4 separate regions of the Sus scrofa genome follow, and all the other regions are linked to region 2. The links are chromatin contacts, called in public HiChIP or PLAC-seq and promoter capture Hi-C maps. All regions are on one chromosome and are shown on one strand. Each heading gives the region's core, a stretch centred on a gene start, on an enhancer-like site or on the middle of the called end of the contact. The rest is flanking DNA. Distances are from core to core; before and after follow the strand shown.

Region 1 (3,370 bases), core at 325-2,824, 350 kb after region 2:
GAACACAAAAAGAGGAAGAAAACGGGGGGGGGGGAATGGAATACATATTTGCTTGTAAATATGTAAACTATTCCTGGAAGAATATATAAGAAATAGGTAAGGGGAAACAAGCAGTTGAGGGGCAAGGTGAGAAGGATGTGTGCATAAAAATGTAAAACAAATCAGCATCCACTAACAAGATATCAAAGTCAACTATTTAGAGTGATCAAATTTTTATGTTTACTCACAGAAAACAAATGAAAACCAACTAATTTAACAGAGGACAAATACTGAACACGGTCATGTGTACTTAGAGAAAGGCTGAATGTCAAGTTTAGTGAAGAGAGTTTTATTCCTTGGATTTTGTTAGAGTTGTTAAAAATAAACTGAGACAATGCCAAATATTTCTAATCAATCTCAGTGGAGAGGAACAATAAATACCAGTGTCTAGTGTCACTATTATCTCAAAGGCACCCTTTAATTAAGCTAAAAGTATGGGGGGGACATTTGTTAGGACTTTCCTTATTTATTACAGTTAGCCAATTTCTAGTGATTATTAAGGTAAAAAAGGGAGGACAGTCTTCCTTTTCTTGACAGACGCACATTATATGCCATGACAGCAGCATGTGCTTCTATTTAAAACTGTAGTCTTGTTGATCATGTGTATGGAGCTACAGGTTTCCCTTGTCCATGTGCTACACTAACTCACATGGCTACAGTTCCCATAAAATACAGAGATTAGAAGAGGCAGGAGAATGCCAACACAAACACTCTGTCAATTTACCAGGCACTTTTCAGAAACAGGAACATGGAACATACTACTAAAGACACTAAAGAATTTTTACTTCAAAATTTTAAAAACAGAATATGCAGAGCAGTTTTAACAATCTACCTACTGCAACAACAACTTTGATGACTACCAGCAAAAACATAAACAGGCATGAAACAAACTGACAGCACTTAGATATAACTCAGGGGCAAGAATGAGGCCATGTGCCCAACATGAGGCCCTGGGCTCAGAATACCTGCGCCTCACCTTCTTCTGCAAAACATTAACTTTCCGCTCCTTCACATCCAGCATGTCCTTGAGGTCATGGATCTCTCCAGCTTGTGTCCCCTTCTCCTCAGCCATATCCTGGATCTGTTTTGTCTTCTTATTCAGCATGGTTTCCTTCTCCTCCAAACGCAACCGCAGAGCATCCACCTAAGAATGTAAGATTTTCATGAATGGTTAAGTGAAAAGAAAGGAATGCAATTCCTTCCAAAGAGATGTATACAGTTGCCCCCAGTGCCAGTGCTCCTTCACCTACCTATTAAATCAGAAACACTTCATTCAAAGAAGAAAAAAAAAAGGCCAGAAGAGAAATGCCAGAACAGACTGAATACTGATTCAACAGAGAAAAAAACTGTCACCACAGAGTGAAGACCCTTGTGGAATCGAAAATTCAACAACCAGCTTCTTGAGATGCCAGAAGGGCCCAAGGACCCTCATCCAGTTGGTGTGTGTTAAAAAGCTCAGCTCCAGCAGGCCCACATGGCTGCTAGTCCTATCTGACAGTATCCGATGTGGTTCCTATTAGTGAACTCATTACAGGACCTTCGTCATGGTGAGTCAAGAGTTCAATCCTTTGACCCGCTGCACAGTTACAGAGGTCAGAGTCTTAGAAAAGTACACATGCCAGAAATCTAAAAGTAAATGACATACTAAATCATTTCTACCTAATTCCCACATTCTAATTTATATATTGTATACTATATATTCCAATAACCACAAGCAAAAAACACATTACCTAAACTCACCTAAAAAACATATTACCTAATTTCCCTGAAATACACTATTAAGTTCTTATTGCAAAGGCCAAAAGCCCAGATATTTAAACCTTAGGTAAGTCTGAACTGCCTTGTCTTTCAGTTCTTCTCGGCATTAATTTCAAAAAAATGAAAGGCTTTTCATCTGTGGGTCAGGAATCAGAACATAGCAGGAAAACATCCCTCATCACTTGTAAATGCTTCTCATTTTGATGGGACCTAGGTCTCAGATGGTAACTATGAGACCTCATATTTCTGCTGCTTTACTGAAAGTACCCAGATGTCCCTTTACACTGGTCCCTGACTCTGCTAAGTGACCTGGAAATGTGCCTGGACTAACCACTCATAAATACCTGCATGCCATTTTGAGGGAATGTCAGGTATGAGACCCACAGGAACTGGTGACTGAAAAAGGTAAAGAATGAAAACTCTTTATTATAAACATAGAAAGAGCAGCAGGAAACGCAGGCTTTGATATTAAAAATATTTCCTACCACAAATATTAGGCACAAAACTACCCAAGCCCATACTATAATTACTAAATAATTTTTCTTTATGAAATATTAAATTCAAATCACCTGTGTATACTTTTCCTTGTTCTGCCTTTTTGTGCAATACAGAATTTAAATGTGCGGGTCTAGAGATGTGAGATAAAAACAACCACAAAAACCACTTTGCAACTACTAGATTAATTGCTCTGAATTCTACACTGATCTTTTGGTTTGGAGTGATCTAAGTTCATAGCATAATTTTGCGTGGGGTCCGTATTTTGCAAACCACAAAAAACGTATTCAGGAAAACCCCTCAGAGACTAGCAGGACAAACAGTCATCACCCTAACACCATTCATGGCAGGAGGAATAAGACCTTGTTTATTCACATCAACTGAGCTGGAGGAAAAGCATCCATCCAGCTTGCCAATGATCAAGGTCTGGGCAAAGAGGTTATGCCAACTTCAACAAAAACAGAAGGTTTTTCCTCTACAAGACTTTCTTTACCAGTGGACATGAACAGAAAGATGGCTACCTTGCAATTTTTGCCTCTTCTGATCACAAAACCATTATTATCTCAACCCACCTTAACCTTTTTTTTTTCCCCCTTCTTTAGGGCCACACCCATGGCATATGGAGGTTCCCAGGCTAGGGTTGGATTGGAGCTACAGCTACGGCCTACACCCCAGCCACAGCAACACTGGATTTGTGCCATGTCTGCAACCTACACCACCATAGCTCACGGCAGCGTGGGATCCTTAACCCACTGATGAAGGCCAGGGATTGAACTTGCAACCTCATGGTTACTAGCTGAATTTGTTTCCACTGCGCCACAATGGAAACTCCAACTTTCCTTTATTTTTCACCTGTGCACATCAGGAGTAATAACTGCATGGAAACAATGGCACATTTCCTAGAATTCCTCTTTTAGGATTTACAACTTGCTCCCTTGCTAACTCTCTGGACACACCTTTTCAGTTTTCTTCACTAGATCCTCTGTCATCTTCCCCTTTTTACATCTCTCTATATATTCAGCTTTCTCTGCAGAAATAAATTCCTTCCTAAGGCTTTAACCACCATCCCCATCATGAC
Region 2 (3,144 bases), core at 431-2,930:
GACTAGGAACCATGAAGTTGCGGGTTCGATCCCTGGCCTTGGTCAGTGCGTTAAAGATCTGGCCTTGCCGCGAGCTGTGGCGTAGGTCGCAGACGCCGCTCGGATCCTGCGTTGCTGTGGCTGTGGAGCAGGCCGGCGGCTACAACTCCGATTGGACCCCTGGCCTGGGAACCTCCATATGCCACGGGAGCGGCCAGAGAAATGGCCAAAAGACAAACAAACAAAGAAATTAAAAAAACCACACAGAGGGTCATTTTCTAATTCAAAAAGTCTTGGTTTGGGGGCAGTTAAAATGAAACTCTGAAATCCTATCCTCTGAAAGGGCATTTAACATCCAGAAGCCACATTCTAGAATGGAGCATTCCGTAGTTCCACGGAACACAGTTTATAAACCAACAGATATTTGCTGAAGCACCTTAAGCCAAGTCCAATCGTCATTCTACTTTATCTAAAAGTAAATCTGTGTCGGCACACAAAACTATATGAACCATCAGTACAACCGGGCCATGCGTGGTCTAAGAGGCTGACAAGAAAGAAAGCGCTTAAGTGAGGCTGCTGGCTCCAGACGCGGGGCAGCCAACGGCTCACAGCCAAGTGCGGAGGCGGAGGAAGTTCTGAAGCCGAACGAGCCCAGGGCAGCGCACTGGCAGTGATGTCTGGAAACACCCGGAACATGCTAGAAGGAAGTGGTAATGGGTAAATCCAGATCGAGCACTGGGAGGGCCTGCGTTCGGCTAAGGGACGGGCGGATAGAGCTGAGTTTCTTTCCAGTTTAGGGCACAAGTCTGGGGAGAAAGGCACCGTGGGAAGCCGCCCACCAGAGAGGACCGGTGGGGCGGCCGCACTGACGCGCTGCGGGGTCTTAGGGACTGGAGGGAAGGAGGAGAGCGGGGCGGTCGCCGAGCAGTGGTCTGGGAGGAGGGTCTGCGGGAGGATAAAGGGAGCTGGCTGTCAGGGTGGAGGCGAACGGAGAGGCCTCGGGCCCGGCGGCGGCGCGCAACCCAGACGTGGGCCGGGCGAGGCCGGCGGCTCCGGGAGGCGGCGGCGGCGACGCGGCCCGACCCGGTTGGCGCCCCGACGGCGCGCACAGGGTTAACCCGCGGCGGGCCGGCGCTCGGTTTCCAGGGCAACGCCGGCAGTTCCGGCGCGCAGGCTCGTACCATCGCGCGCGCGCGGGGGAGCGCGGGGGGCGGGGGCGCGGAGGCGCGGAGAGCAGCGGGTCCGGCCCGGACGCCCCCGGCGCGGCCGCCGCTCGCCCCGGGTCGGCTCCGCGCGCGCGCTCCGTGCCGGCCGGCGCTGCCCCGTGCGCGGACGCGGGGGCTAAGCGCGCGCCGGCCCGAGGTCCCCCCGCCGGGGCGGCCGAGTGCGGGCGGCCCGCTGGCAGCTTTGAAAAGCGGGCGAGGACAAAGGCGGCCGCAGCCTCCCGGCGCCCAGCCCGAGCGCGCAGCCCGGCCGGCGCGGCGCCGGAGGATGCGGCCGGGGGCGCGGCGGCGGCGGCGGGGCGCGCGGGGCGGCGCGGGCCGGGCGCGGCGGGGCTGAGCCCAGCGAGGGCCGGGCCGCGGGGGCGCCCGCCCGGGATGTGAGCGCCTAGCGCGCCGGGCGGGGAGGGCGGGCAGGGCGGCAGGAAGGACGCGCGGACGGGAGGAGGAGCGGCGCCGAGCCGGAAGGCGGGAGGCGCGTCCGTTGGGCCCGCGGCGCGGCCGGCCAGCCGCCTCGTCGCTCGGGCTGGAGCGGGGCCCGCGCCTCCTCCCCGGCGCCGCGGGGAGGAAGATGGAGACGCACATCTCGTGCCTGTTCCCCGAGCTGCTGGCCATGATCTTCGGCTACCTGGACGTGCGCGACAAGGGGCGCGCGGCGCAGGTGTGCACGGCCTGGCGGGACGCCGCCTACCACAAGTCGGTGTGGCGGGGGGTGGAGGCCAAGCTGCACCTGCGCCGGGCCAACCCGTCGCTGTTCCCCAGCCTGCAGGCCCGGGGCATCCGCCGGGTGCAGATCCTGAGCCTGCGCCGCAGCCTCAGCTACGTGATCCAGGGCATGGCCAACATCGAGAGCCTCAACCTCAGCGGCTGCTACAACCTCACCGACAACGGGCTGGGCCACGCGTTCGTGCAGGAGATCGGCTCGCTGCGTGCTCTCAACCTGAGCCTCTGCAAGCAGATCACCGACAGCAGCCTGGGCCGCATAGCCCAGTACCTCAAGGGCCTGGAGGTGCTGGAGCTGGGTGGCTGCAGCAACATCACCAACACGGCCTCCTGCTCATCGCCTGGGGCCTGCAGCGCCTCAAGAGCCTTAATCTCCGCAGCTGCCGCCACCTCTCAGACGTGGGCATCGGGCACCTGGCCGGCATGACGCGCAGCGCGGCCGAGGGCTGCCTAGGCCTGGAGCAGCTCACGCTGCAGGACTGCCAGAAGCTCACGGACCTATCTCTGAAGCACATCTCCCGGGGGCTGACGGGCCTGCGGCTTCTCAACCTCAGCTTCTGCGGGGGCATCTCAGACGCGGGCCTCCTGCACCTGTCGCACATGGGCAGCCTGCGCAGCCTTAACCTGCGCTCCTGCGACAACATCAGTGACACGGGCATCATGCATCTGGCCATGGGCAGCCTGCGCCTCTCGGGGCTGGACGTCTCCTTTTGTGACAAGGTGGGGGACCAGAGTCTGGCTTACATAGCGCAGGGGCTGGACGGCCTCAAGTCCCTGTCTCTTTGCTCCTGCCACATCAGTGACGATGGCATCAACCGCATGGTGCGGCAGATGCACGGGCTGCGCACGCTCAACATCGGACAGTGCGTGCGCATCACGGACAAGGGCCTGGAGCTGATCGCGGAGCACCTGAGCCAGCTCACGGGCATAGACCTGTACGGCTGCACCCGCATCACCAAGCGCGGCCTGGAGCGCATCACGCAGCTGCCCTGCCTCAAGGTGCTCAACCTGGGACTCTGGCAGATGACGGATAGTGAGAAGGTCAGGTGAGGGCGGCAGCGCCAGCTCCCCTTGTCCCGCCCCGTTCATCTTCCTGTCACCACCACGGCCCCCACGGTCACGCGACACGCACACGTAGACACAGATGATTGCGGTGGATGCAGCGGGGGCGATGACACAAAGCCCCAGGCTCATACCCCCACCCTTACCCCTTTGCACCCGG
Region 3 (3,525 bases), core at 590-3,089, 270 kb after region 2:
CTGTTGTGCAGGATAAACCCTACTGTAAACATTTCTCTAGGAAAATATGTTTCACTGAAAACATCCAGGAAGGTGCAGCCAAGGAGAACACAAACTGCATATAAAAATCAGGGGGAAGCCATCTGGCTCCACAACGACACCTTCAGCCACATCCTGGATAACTGCCTCTATCATCAATAACTTGGTTATTCAAACTTCTCAGTAGGAGATAACAGTATAAGGGCCAAACACCCCAAGAACTCATTACAAGCAAACTAAATATCATCTGTTATAGATCCACCACCAAGATTCCAAAAGCACTTCCCAGTCCAGCAGTGGTTAGATGGTTTAGACAGAAGTACAAAAACACAACTCCTTTGAAAACCAGTATCTACAGACTCTGGCACTCAACTCTGTGGTTCATTTTGGGGTGTGCCAAGGTTTTTATTTCTTCTCCAATACAGCTAATTTTTTCATTTGATTTTGAACTTCTGAACACAAATGTGGTATTTTTGTTGAATAAAAAGGAAAAAAATCAAGATGAAATTCAGAGAGACAGATATTTCCTTAACTTCCAGGATAATATAATCACATACTATTTTATAAAGAAGTTTTCAAAAGGAAGAAACTATGCAAACAAACATGACAACCACAAGCATATTATTTTTTAGGAACTACTTTTCAAACTACTGATGAATCTAGGGATGTTTTTTGATCATAACCACAGCATGTGGTTACTTCCTGGGGGCTTCAGTTTCCCTTCAGAATTTCTTTAGTTGTTGTGTACTGACCCCATCTGGTAAAATTATAGAGGAAGTTATACTGACTCAAGCTTCTGGCAAGTCAAACTTTTTTATTTCATGTACAGAGAAATTAAGACAATAGAAGTTCAGTACGAAAGAATTCAAGGAGGCTTAGTTTTATTTCTCTACAACAACATAAGAAGGAAACCATGTAATGAAGAAAAGGTCATGCTATTCTAACTGCAGTAACTCATGCTGCTGCCTTTTCTTTGTGATTCTTCACGATGCCTGATATTCTCATCTTCCGCCAAAAGTTTTATTAAAACTCTGGAATCTCTGTTTGCTTGTCTGTTTAATACAAAGATGAAGTAATTACTTCAAAAGTGTATCCAGCAAAGCCGGAGGAATAAGATTTTAAATGGTACAAGGTAGTATAAAATTTTAAGCACAGTTACTAAAAAGAGAGAAATGTCAGTTTAAACCATGCAAACTGGTCTTGAGATTACAGGTTTTAGTTGTGTCATTCTTACTATCAACATTCAGAATTTGAATCTACTGAACAGGGTAAAAATTACAAGGAGAAACTGAAGGAGAGCTTTTAAAACACACTGAGAGTTTCATTTTAATTCACCACCTGGCTTATTCTCATTTGTGAAGGTGGCTACATCAATACAGAGTTTCGACTCTTCTTTTGAACATTTGCTGTCTGAGACATTTGAGTTTTTACACTTGCTGGTATTTGAACATATTTGGGTAATTTCCACAAATAAGTGGACTGAAATGCAGAATAATATTGGGTTGCCATTACTGCAGACTATATCATTCCTTTAGCTTAAAGCCCATTTCATACATCTCTCTAAGATCAAAAGGAGGAGAAGTCTAAACATGGAGATTTCTGCTACGGCAGGGTACAGCCATTTAACTTCTTCTTTCAACAAGCCAGAGATGGCAGAACTCTCTTTGAAGTGGCAGCCCTGTTGGCCTTTGAAGTCCCTTGTCAATTGCAGAAAGGCTCTGGTGGGTTGTTTTGTAGCCAGCTGTCACCAGGAAGGCAGACGTGACGTATTTCCAGCAGTCTCACTTCAGGGTCTGTCAAGTGACTGATTTCATAACCAGTCACCATAACAAAGGAAAGTCAAACCCTTGACATTAGAGCAGGAGTCCACAATGAAACTTACTAGGTTCCTCTTGACAGAGCCTGATTTCAATACCAAAATGACTACACAATGGCAAAGAGAAAACGGCTGTGAATTTAACTGTCACATCTAAGAAATCTTGGATATTAAAAATGTACTTTCCATATGTTTATCAATAAAATGTTTCATAACAACACTCTCTTTAATCTTTCCACTGATGAAAAATGATTTCTGCAGAAATCAGTAAACTGCCTTAAAAGCACAATTTACACTGCTTACAACTAGACTTCTGAATGATCCTACATAGTTCTGAGAAATGTGTTTGTATTTGTAATGCTCTCAGACTGCTCAGCTACTTATGCCAAAAATCCCCATCAATCCTGACACAGATATCAGTTAAGACTTTAAAGGATAAGTAAAGAGAAAGAATTTAAGAGGTGTTAGGAAACTTCTATAATCTATAAATACAGCCCATTATAGCACTATAGAAAAGGAAACAATCTTAATAATATTATACATCTGTCCTTAAGGTGAGAAGAGATGACACGAATCCAGAAAAACCGAATGTCAAATTTACCAATGATGATTGAAGTATTAATCCCACTGGAAGGAAATAAGGTGGAACAAAAGGACTGTTCATACTAATGTGATCATAATATGTATCTGTTAGGTAGAATGCTCTGCATTCTCACACACTTTTATGAACAGGGCTTGATGCTCTCAGAGCAGAAGACTGGATGCTCCACAAGATGTTTAGCTCCCAGAGGCTCAGAGATTGAGGGCAGGGGGGCTAGAGGGGCACCTGTGTCCTATGAAATATAAGTCCTCTGCTTTCCAGTAACGATTTCTAAACTTGAAAAAAACTGGCATGAGCCAGCATTCTCATTCTGGCTACCATGCTTTAAACTCAAGCACTTAAAAAAAAAAAAAAAAAAAAAAAAAAGGTAAATTATGTTCAAATGATAATATCTAAGTCTTTAAATCTACAAATTTGAAATCTTTTGAGTTTTTCTGACCAGATGACAAAGGGCTTCATTATATCCTGTGGAAAGGAACTGCAGCAGAGACTAAAAGCATGCATTAATTTTTTAAAATTTTTGTAAAAATCATAAGGTTACCCTAAAGCTTTAAACTGTTGTAAATAAAGCAATGTTGCGATGCCTTTCCTGATCATTCTAAATAAGGTCCCTTTGTTGTAGTCTTTTAGAAAATACTATGTGCATTTTTTCATGTGTTTGTTGGCCCCCTGTATATCTTCTTTGGAGGAATGTCTATTCAGGTCTTTTGCCCATTTTTCATTGGGTTGTTGAGTTGTACGAGTTGTTTGTATATTTTAGAGATTAAGCCCTTGTCAGTTGAATCGTTTGAAACTATTTTCTCCCATTCTGGAAGTTGTCTTTTTGGTTTTTTATGGTTCCCTTTGCTGTGCCAAAGCTTGTCAGTTTGATTAGGTCCCATTGCTTTATTTTTGCTTTTATTTCAGTTGCTTTGGGAGACTGACCTGAGAACACATTTGTAAGGCTGATGTCAGAGAATGTTTTACCTATGTTCTCTTCCAGGAGTTTGATGGTGTCTTGTCTTAGGTTTGCCTTTAAGCCATTCTGAGTTTATTATTGTGTGTGGTGTGAGGGTGTGTTCCAGCTTCATTGATTTACATGCAGCTGTCC
Region 4 (3,138 bases), core at 270-2,769, 450 kb after region 2:
TGGGGTATAGCTTATTTACAGCCCCATCACATTTTTTTTTTTTTTGGCCGTCCCCCGGGGGGAGAGGGGGTGTATATGGAGTTCCCATGCCAGGGATCAGATCTGAGCCACAGTTCTGACCTAAGCTGCAGCTGCCACAACACCGGATCCTTAGCCCACTGTGACAGGCAGGGGATGGCACCTGTATCCCAGGGATCCCAAGACACTGCGGATACTGTTGCACCACAGTGGGAATGCCACATCCCCGTCACTTTTAAAGTGTCTAATAAAGACATATGCAACTGAGAAATAAAAATCATTTCTAATAATTAAGTGTTAAACACAAAATACCTAAATGTCAAGGTCTACTAAGAAATGAGTTGTAAAAGAAAACTGGGCTTTAAAACATTTAAACATTTTTCATATAACCAGCGCCAACAGAACTGTTCAAACTGTTCATTTCATCCATCCAAAGTAGTCAACAACAACCACCTGCAAACTACTCCTCAGAAATGTGTCTTCCAAAGCAACCACCTGATCCTCAGGCCTTCTCTTACGGGGCTAGGATAAAGCTTAAAAATGAGATCATTTGGGCACAAAAAAAGAGTGGAAGATAACGCCTTTAAGGGACTAAGTGGAATGGGACCTATTCCCTACTGTTGCTGCCAGAATGAAGTTGTCCTAACCGAAGATCTCGCTTTTCCTGAAGGGTATAAAACTCCAAATTCAGCCACGCTTACAATTTATCCCCCCTGAGCGAAAGGCAGATAGAGTTTCTTCCCTCCTCGACCCCACCAGCCACGCCAGGAGCAAAAAAAAGAAAAAAGACCCCAAACCCTCAAGCAGAAACGTGAGACCCAGAGCAACATCTTCTCCAACTGCCTCAAAGGCAAGCAAGCATCCACTGCTCATCTCCCTTTTGGAATCCCACCATCTCCTACCTTAACATTTCACAGAAGGGAAAAACCCAGAATCCTCACCTCCTTCACCACTGTACATCGGTACCCAAAACCCACATCCACCCTGACCGCACCCCAGCTTCCTCGGGGCTCCCCGATGCCTGCATCTCCTCTGCCTCGCCCGCAACATCACGCCGCGGGCCAGCCACCCGCGCTCCCAGGCACCCGCAGCCCCCGCCGGTCCCCGCCGCCGCCACGGCGCCGCCGCCCCGAGACCGCCCGGGTGGGGCCCGCCGGTGGGCTGGGTGGGGCCGCCCTCACGACGCCCCATCCCCCCGGCAGGGCGCGGAGGGGGAGGGGTCCCCGCGCCTCACCTACGGCTCCGCCCTCCCCGGGGGCGCGCTGCCCTGCCCCGGCCAGGGCCGTGAGGAAGACCCGGCGGAGGAGAGCACGGGGGCCTAGCGCCAGCGACGGGCGGGAAGCTTCAGGCGCTGCCCGACTCCGAGCTGCCGCCACCGCCGCCGTCTCACCCTCCTCAGGGCTGCCGCTCCCGCTGCCGCCCGGGAGCCGCCGCCACTACCGCCGCCGCCACCGCCGCCACAGCTCGGCCTGGGCGCCCGACGTCATCGCGCCCCGCCCCCTGCGCGAGACTCCAGCCCCGCCCCTGGCTGACGTCACTAGAGCCCCGCCCCCGCTGGCCGCGCCCGCTGGCCTTCCCGCAGCCTCCTGGGAGAGAGATTCAGCAGCTCCCAGGCTTCGGGCGCCTTCCAGGGGCCGGCGGGCGGGCGGCTCCGCGCTCCGCGGCGCACACGCGCGCACTCGCCGCGCGGGCGGGTGGCGCCTGTCTCCTCCCGCTTGCCGTAGGATGCTGCGCCGTACAAGCTGTGGGCCCCCGCCTCGCGGGCGTGTCGCGGACATCCTGGCCGGACCGCTGGTAGGAGGCTCGGAGCGCCGTGTTGCTCGCTCTCTCGCCCGCCTCTGCTGAACTTCCGGGCCTGGGCCCTCCGGCTGCCCGCAAGCGGGCGCAAGTCCGGAGCTCGCCGAGACCCGCCGCCTTGGTCCACGCGGCAGCCGGCCGCGCGCGTCAGGCGCCCCAGTCCTCAGGTGCCGAAGCGCCGCTGGAACCGCGCTCTGTTAATGTAAGGATGTAGGTAAGCTGAGAGAGTGAGAGGGACGCTGATTAGGTTTATTTCGCGCCTGCGGGTGTGAGCGGTGGAGTCAGGCTCAGTCTCTACCACAGTTACCCAGTCTGCCCTGCCTCAGGACCTCACCGTCACTTTCCCTCCCCTCGGCGTTCTCACTCACCGCATCCACATCCCGCCCGGGCTCACTCGGGTTCCTGCGGTTCCCGGTCTGCTGGACAGTCGCCCCCTTCAGTACGTTCCACACGTGGCGGCCCACTATTAGGACACTAGGTCTTGCAGTTAAGCACCCTAAAATATTTCATTTTCTCGGGCATGTGACTACTCGCTTATGAAAAGCCAACCTTTTTTGACTGTTTTTCAAGATCTTCCTCATCTAACTGCTGATCTGCCGTCCTGCTCCCCCGATTTTTAACATGGTGAAGTAAAAGCAAAGCAAAGCGGACTCGTCGTATCTTTGCAGTTTCTATTCTTCCACTTTCTGCTTGTGTGACCACGGGAAAATCACATTATTTCTAGGTCCTACTTTTCTTAACTGTAAAGTGGGGTGTGAACTAGATAGCTCAGATCTGTCATATCCCTTTGTGGATCTGTAGGTGGTAAGATGCTAAGCATTAAGTTCTACACACACAGGAATACTGTCAGTATCACAGACTTGGAATTTTCTTTTTTTGCCATTCCACAGTTGTTTCTCCCCCAGGTACCTCTTTTTAAACCTACATTTAGGATTTTTTTTAATTAAAGCTGGCTGAGTACTAGCATTAATTGCCTCTTCTTCCTGAGACCCATTAAAATACTAATAAAGGAATGGGGGGAAAAAAAAGCATACAAAACAGAACCTGGGAAGGAAGCCACCAAAATATTTTTTTTGTAATTTTTCACACAGAAAGTGAGTGAAGACTGATTAAAACAAAAATGGAAGAATCCGTAATGTGAAATAGATGTAGGGGGATACTGCAACCGTGAAAGGAGACCTCCCTGCCAGAAGTGATATAGAAAAACAAATTTTGAGACAGTGACGGAGCAAGAGTGAGAAGCAGGGCTGAAAACAAGGAAACCAAAAATCTCTGAACAGCAGAACCCTCCCTTTACCTTTGATAAAATAGCTAAGCATTTAT

What was found. Promoter capture Hi-C pulls out the DNA fragments that hold promoters and counts their contacts. HiChIP or PLAC-seq counts read pairs in DNA pulled down with a chosen protein or histone mark.
Region 1: a contact with region 2 is called in a promoter capture Hi-C map of liver, with 8 times the contacts expected there. The contact joins the enhancer-like site here to the promoter of FBXL14 in region 2. A contact is called at or near these places in 4 of 5 promoter capture datasets (fetal liver, fetal skeletal muscle, liver and 1 more), 27 of 47 Hi-C or Micro-C datasets (adipocytes, adipose tissue, alveolar macrophages and 17 more) and 2 of 2 datasets of contacts at active chromatin or transcription factors (alveolar macrophages and skeletal muscle).
Region 3: a contact with region 2 is called in an H3K27ac HiChIP or PLAC-seq map of alveolar macrophages, with 4 times the contacts expected there. The contact joins the enhancer-like site here to the promoter of FBXL14 in region 2. A contact is called at or near these places in 1 of 5 promoter capture datasets (liver), 13 of 47 Hi-C or Micro-C datasets (alveolar macrophages, brain, embryonic fibroblasts and 7 more) and 2 of 2 datasets of contacts at active chromatin or transcription factors (alveolar macrophages and skeletal muscle).
Region 4: a contact with region 2 is called in a promoter capture Hi-C map of fetal liver, with 2.9 times the contacts expected there. The contact joins the promoter of ERC1 here to the promoter of FBXL14 in region 2. A contact is called at or near these places in 3 of 5 promoter capture datasets (fetal liver, fetal skeletal muscle and liver), 3 of 47 Hi-C or Micro-C datasets (embryonic fibroblasts, mesenteric adipose tissue and subcutaneous adipose tissue) and 1 of 2 datasets of contacts at active chromatin or transcription factors (alveolar macrophages).

The regions. Positions count from the first base shown.
Region 1 is chr5:68,326,680-68,330,049 of Sscrofa11.1, reverse strand. It overlaps ERC1 (ELKS/Rab6-interacting/CAST family member 1), which reads right to left. Exons shown (of 20, transcript XR_002344310.1): 8 at 1,016-1,183. Among named protein-coding and RNA genes, the nearest start is that of ERC1, 100 kb to the right of the region's middle. Within about 2 kb of position 1,574, at least 3 of the 83 cell types and tissues checked have an H3K27ac peak or open chromatin away from gene starts, as enhancers often do. A contact at or near this core is called in fetal liver and liver, where this site is marked.
Region 2 is chr5:68,676,755-68,679,898 of Sscrofa11.1, reverse strand. FBXL14 (F-box/LRR-repeat protein 14) reads left to right here and starts at 1,680. Exons shown (of 2, transcript XM_021092497.1): 1 at 1,680-2,242; 2 at 2,245-3,144. The coding sequence starts at 1,771. The coding sequence ends at 2,972. The region is part of intron 1 of WNT5B (protein Wnt-5b); the gene reads right to left.
Region 3 is chr5:68,409,120-68,412,644 of Sscrofa11.1, reverse strand. The region is part of intron 14 of ERC1 (ELKS/Rab6-interacting/CAST family member 1); the gene reads right to left. Among named protein-coding and RNA genes, the nearest start is that of ERC1, 190 kb to the right of the region's middle. Within about 2 kb of position 1,839, at least 13 of the 83 cell types and tissues checked have an H3K27ac peak or open chromatin away from gene starts, as enhancers often do. A contact at or near this core is called in alveolar macrophages, where this site is marked.
Region 4 is chr5:68,222,103-68,225,240 of Sscrofa11.1, reverse strand. It overlaps ERC1 (ELKS/Rab6-interacting/CAST family member 1), which reads right to left and starts at 1,519. Exons shown (of 20, transcript XR_002344310.1): 1 at 1,253-1,519. It also overlaps a transcript of RAD52 not described here.